Linked DNA regions of Xenopus laevis: region 2 is linked to region 1. A link is a contact called in public Hi-C data. All regions are on one chromosome and are shown on one strand. Each heading gives the region's core, a stretch centred on a gene start, on an enhancer-like site or on the middle of the called end of the contact. The rest is flanking DNA. Distances are from core to core; before and after follow the strand shown.

The links. Hi-C and Micro-C count contacts between places; a contact is called where the count stands out from the background.
Region 2: a Hi-C map of the XTC cell line shows a contact between it and region 1, with 4 times the contacts expected there. The contact joins the enhancer-like site here to the promoter of fgf19.S in region 1. A contact is called at or near these places in 2 of 4 Hi-C or Micro-C datasets (the XL177 cell line and the XTC cell line).

Annotation. Positions count from the first base shown.
Region 1 is chr4S:14,909,861-14,913,071 of Xenopus_laevis_v10.1, forward strand. fgf19.S (fibroblast growth factor 19) reads right to left here and starts at 1,890. Exons shown (of 3, transcript XM_018259913.2): 1 at 1,404-1,890; 2 at 374-477. The coding sequence starts at 1,638.
Region 2 is chr4S:15,056,924-15,060,056 of Xenopus_laevis_v10.1, forward strand. No RefSeq gene overlaps it. Among protein-coding and RNA genes, the nearest start is that of fgf3.S, 46 kb to the left of the region's middle. Within about 2 kb of position 1,623, at least 2 of the 7 cell types and tissues checked have an H3K27ac peak or open chromatin away from gene starts, as enhancers often do.

The DNA of each region.
Region 1 (3,211 bases), core at 640-3,139:
GAGTCATTACAATGTGTCTGCAAGAGGAGACGGTTTCCAAATTGCACTATTGCATCTGACAGTTGCCATTTTAAATTTGTGGCAGGTAATTATCAAGTGAAATGTAATTTGACCGAGTCAACTCCCGAGCACTTAGGTGCTTGCAGTCCGCTCTTGTAGAAGATCCCGGAATGTTACGTGAAGGTATGTACATTAGCTGAGGCTGAGCACTTTTCTATTTTAAAGAGACAGTGTCTTGACACAGCATAAAATGTCTTTCATGCACGACCTCTTCGAAGATACCATTGCTATGTGTGTTATTCCCACATGCTTTGTTCTTCTATCATTCATGCATGTCTGTATAAATAGAAGCACCAAGCACACCAGCACTTACCATTGCATAGAGTTTTCCCTCGGACCCCATGCACAGGTACAGAGAGGTTCGATAACCTTTAATGGCAACAATTCCAACTGCTATCGCTCTGATTTCCAGTACACCTGTGTTTGTAAAAATCAAAAATGCTTTAGGATTTGGCACAGAGCTGCGGACTTAGGTTCAATTCTTTTAATAATGTTATAAAATGGCGAATTCTAAACAACTTTTTAATGAGTCTTTATTATTTAATTTGTATATTTTTTGAGTTATTTGTCTTTTTCTTCTGACTCTTTCCAGCTTTGAAATGGGGGTCACTGACCCCATCTAAAAAACAAATGCTCTGCAAGGCTGCAAATGTATTGTTATTGCTACTTTTTATTACTCATATTTCTATTCAGGCCTTTCCTCTTCATTTTCCAGTCCCTTATTCAAATCGATGCATGGTTGCTAGGGTAATTTGGACCCTAGCACCCAGATTAATGAAATTGCAAACTGGAGAGCTGTTGAATACAAAGCTAAATAACTCAAAAGCCACAAATAATAAAAAAAATGAAAACCAATTGCATATTGTCTATGAATATCACTCTCTATATCATACTAAAAGTTAATCTAAGGGTAAGGGCACACGGGCAGATTCGGGGAGTTGCCTCGTGAGGCAACTTTGGAAAACGAAGTGCCGCGAGTGCCACCTTGCTGGCGATTTTCCTTCTAGCCGGCGGGAAGGTAGGGGAAGGCAGTTCTGGGAGATTGTCACCCCGAAGAAGAAGCGATTAGTCGCCAGGCGACTAAATCTCCCCAAATCTTCGCGTCTGCCCTTACCCTAAAGGAGAACAACCCCTTTAATAGGCTCCTGATAAAACTAACCTAGTGGGTCAAGGACTGATGTCTAATCTCTGTACAGCACTGTAGAATGTGTCCATGCTATATAAATAATAACGTTTCTCAGGATATTAGGCTAACTAGAAACAAATCGGAACTATGTTCATTTGACCCCAAAGAAAAGTATGTGATTTATTTTTAAATGTATAAAATTCTATGTTACACTTACTGTGCAGGCTTTGTTGTCTGTCACCATCGACTCTCCCATCCTCATGTATGCGGAGGTAATAGCTGTCGTGTCCAAACCTCCTGGCCGTATACAGGTGCCGAATTCTGATAGACTCCCCCCAGCCGTTTTGCACATGTGGCCCGGCATCAAAAAGTGGCAGACTTTCCGCCCCTCTCAGGAGATACAGCACAGCCACCATCATGGGAACCAAAATCCAAGACAGGGTATTCAACATCTTCCCAGGGTTGGAAATTGCAATTTGAGAGCTCTCACACACACACAAAGAGTCAGTAACACTAAAGTTGCTTGAGACAGACTGTCAGGCAATGCTTTTTTTTTTTTTTACCTAATTGCCTCGGGGCTGTAGTAAATACAAGCCAATCCCCAGCCTTTTATAGGACTCTTATCAGCTCCATAGATAAGGTCATACTATTTTCAATAAGTAGACCTTTCATAGTAGTCACAGACCTCCCCTTTCTATTATCATTACATCATCCTCACAGGTTACATACTTTGGTTTCTAGCTGCTTTAATCCCTTTTTTTCCCTTGTTACTAGTAAGGGCAGAGACAGACGAAAAGATTTGGGTAGATTAGTCCGCCGGCAACAAATCGCCTCTTCTTCTGGCGACTAATCTCCCGAACTGCCTCCCTGCCGACAAGAATCTAAGTCGCCGGCGGGATGGCACTCGGATCGCTTAGTTTTACGAAGTTACCTCGTGTGACAACTTTGGATGACTTAGGAAAACGTAGCGCTCCGCGTGCCATGCCGCCGGCAAGAATCTAAGTCGCAGGCGGGATCGCACTCGGAGCGATTCGTTTTTCTAAAGTCACCCGGAGTTTTCTCATGAGGCAACCTCGAGCGACTTCAGAAAATTTACAGACGATTTACATTCTAGCCGACGGGGAGGCAGTTTGGTGAGATTAGTCACCCGAAGAAGAGGCGATTTGTCGCCGGCCGAATCTCCCCAAATCTTCTTGTCTGCCTCTGCCCTAAAAACGTGTGTTGTATAACAATATATTTAATGTGCAGCTGTGTCTTATTCTTTTAAATCTGCATTCGGAAAATGTTTTTCAAAGACAAAATTTAAAAAATATCTATGTATACTTCATACTGGGAGAGGTATTATTGTCCTTTGTCCAAGTGAAGTAACTGAGACTTTTATAACAATGTGATATACCCCTGCCTGTGTGTCATCCTTTAAAGAGCTCCCATGCTTGTTATTAGTTCACTACACTGTTCTATGTACTAGGCTTTGCTTTGTCTCGCTGGAAGATCCTTTTTTTGGATTAGCAGACTGTGGGCCAGCAGATGGGGTTGGACTACAGTCCCCATCATCCTCTGGGGGGGAGGGTGTTAGAGTTGTTTAACAACTTTTGAAGAAATTCTAAACTGGCCTGCAGAAATGTTGAAATTTCCAGCATTAAAAATACTGTTGCTTTTAAAAAATACAACATGAAGGGGCAAATTCATCAAGGGTCGAATATCGAGGGTTAATTAACACTCGATATACGACTGGGAATGAAAATCCTTCGAGTTCGAAAATCGAAGTTGAAAGATTTTGCGCAAATACTGCGATCGAACGATCGAAGGAATAATCGTTTGATCGAACGATTAAATCCTTTGAATCGAACGATTTGAAGGATTTTAATCCAACGATCGAAGGATTATCCTTCGACCAAAAAAACCATTGGGTTTGGTAGCTTTTAGGTGGCGAACTAGGGGTTCGAAGTTTTTTCTTAAAGAGACAGTACTTCGACTATCGAATGGTCGAATAGTCGAACGATTTTAGTTCGAATCCTTCGATTC
Region 2 (3,133 bases), core at 373-2,872, 150 kb after region 1:
TACTATACCTGCTATCCCACAGTCACACTCCCTTCCCAGAGACTATTATCCCACTGTTACTATAGGCACCATCTCTCCCTACTATACCTGCTATCCCACAGTCACAGTCCCTTCCCAGAGACTATTATCCACTATTACTATGGGCGCCATCTCTCCCTACTATACCTGCTACCCCACAGTCACACTCCCTTCCCAGAGACTATTATCCACTGTTACTATAGGCACCATCTCTCCCTACTATACCTGCTATCCCACAGTCACACTCTATTCCCAGAGACTATTATCCCACTGTTACTATAGACACATCTCTCCCTACTATACCTGCTATCCCACAGTCACACTCCCTTCCCAGAGACTATTATCCACTGCTACTATAGGCACCATCTCTCCCTACTATACCTGCTATCCCACAGTCACACTCTATTCCCAGAGACTATTATCCACTGTTACTATAGACACCATCTCTCCCTACTATACCTGCTATCCCACAGTCACACTCCCTTCCCAGAGACTATTATCCCACTGTTACTATAGGCACCATCTCTCCCTACTATACCTGCTATCCCACAGTCACACTCTATTCCCAGAGACTATTATCCACTGTTACTATAGACACCATCTCTCCCTACTATACCTGCTATCCCACAGTCACACTCCCTTCCCAGAGACTATTATCCACTGTTACTATAGGCACCATCTCTCACTACTATACCTGCTATCCCACAGTCACACTCCCTTCCCAGAGACTATTATCCCACTGTTACTATAGACACATCTCTCCCTACTATACCTGCTATCCCACAGTCACACTCCCTTCCCAGAGACTATTATCCACTGCTACTATAGGCACCATCTCTCCCTACTATACCTGCTATCCCACAGCCACACTCCCTTCACACAGACTATTATATTGCTTACATAGGCAAAATGTGACTGTTTTGTATGTTCTTTAGCTTTTATTTCCCCTAACTACAGTTGCTGTTTTGAGGAGACTCACTATGTGTGGGGCCCAGGACATTCAGTTCTGCTTGGACCCTGATAAAGACAGCTCTGATTATGTACTTTAAGTATCACCAGGTATTTTGGCCACTGGTTCCCTAACTAATTAGTTTATTGCTTGTTCACAATCAGTAAATGAGAAATGGAGACTCCAGTCCCCAGGAGCTATTAGGTGGCTGTAAATACTGAGTCTTTGATCAGACAAACAGTTGACAGTGCTATGCCACCAGCCTTTCACAATGACAAAGCATCAGTGAATGAGACTTGCTGTAAAGGCACATCCCTACTTCATCTATTTGTCTATGAGAAAACACTTACCTGTGACTTATCCATAGCTCATTCAAGAGCATCAACCATAACTTTCCCCACCATAACCCCCCACCTGATCCTGCTACAGACCCATAGAAATGTTTACATGAACTACAAAGGAACTTTGTACTCATGCAACATTTAAAAAAACCTCTGAGAGAATTGGGGTTCCTCATTGTCTTACTTTTTTCACAAGTCTTTTAGGTCTTTCCTTCTCAAAAGGATTCCCAAAACAAACACGCACACACACACAAACAAAGCTAAAAAAAGAAGACAAAGAATGGAATGGGTTTCTGAAAGGATCTAAGCAAGCAAGACATGGATTCACACCCCCGTGTGCTGGGAGACTCTAGGGCAATGCACTTCGTGTATACTTGCTAATGACCGCCGAAGGAAAGCAAAAAATAAAACTCAAAAAGAAGGAAGCAACAAAACACTGTGAGCATATAATAACAATGGGACTGAGTAAAGCTATTCACAGATTTACTATGTATTTTGGCCATTGGTTATTCTGCACAGGGTCCTTATTGTCTTTATATCACATATATAAATGTGTGACTCCAGGGAGACAATGCCCTCTAGTGGCCAAATTTTTATGAAAAATAAAAATGGCAGATGCTTCCCAATGGATTAAGAAGGCGACATTTATAAAGGGATATTGAAGTTTATAATGTCTTTTCAGCCAGGGCTGGATTTCAGCCTTGGGCTCCCCTAGGCCACAGGGTCATAGCTCCAGAGAACTGGGAATTGCATGTACAGAATCCTTAGAATGCCGCTGGGCGACATGCCACCTCGAAAATCTTAACTCCCTAGGCCGGGGGCCTTTGTGGCTTCCTCACAAATCAAGGCCCGTCTTCAGCTTTAGGATTAAGTTTCAGCTTCTGCCTCATGCAAATACACCTCAATCAGAGTCACCAAAGCAAGTATCTCGTTGGTTGTTGGTTAATAGATGGAGCAAATTTTCTCTTTTTTGGCCTTTGATGTTTGCACCTATGCCAAGGCAGTAGCAGTTGCACAAGGAACCTGCAACTTTACACTTGGAATTGGCAAATGCCATCACCTTCTGCCATATGTCACAAACATGGATAAAACACTGATTGTATCCTGAAAATCCCTTCTGATGCCAATTTTGTTTCCAGACGTGGGCATCGGATTATCTAGCAGGCATAACCAAACAGACTGCTTTCTAACTGGCTTGGTCTGATCAGATTGGAAAGGGCACATGATAGGTAAAACAAACTGGATGTTGAGTAATCACTTGGATGGAGTAAGGGAGAAAGGGGATTTGTATAGATACACCCTCTGTGCCCTCTGGGTCTGTAGCTCTTCATAATAACCTTTGGCCTCCATAAGTAATAATGAGATATGCTATTATTTGCAATCGCCAGAGAGGTGGAATCGTGGGGTAGTTAAAGTCATTTAGACAAAGAATCTCCGCATGCTTTCAGGTTTCAAAAGATACGATCCTACCCATTTAGTATTCCTATTTCCTGACCTAATTTTAGGGCAGTGGTTGCTGGTTCAGGCTCCCCTTGGAGGTTCAACCTTTGTTGAGGCCCCCCCTACATTGATGTATCAGTAATTAAAGGAGGAGGAAAGGTAGAAATGCTCAAAGGTGGCAAGTTGTTAGGCACCGCACCTACCAGTGATTCTAGTCGCTTACATCTAACGATGCACCGAATCCACTATTTTGGATTTGGCCGAACCCCCGAATCCTTTGCAAAAGATTCGTCAGAATACCGAAACCTAATCCTAATTTGCATATGCAAATTAAGATTCTGATTCAGTTCGGCCGGGCAGAAGGATTTGGCCGAATCGGAATCCT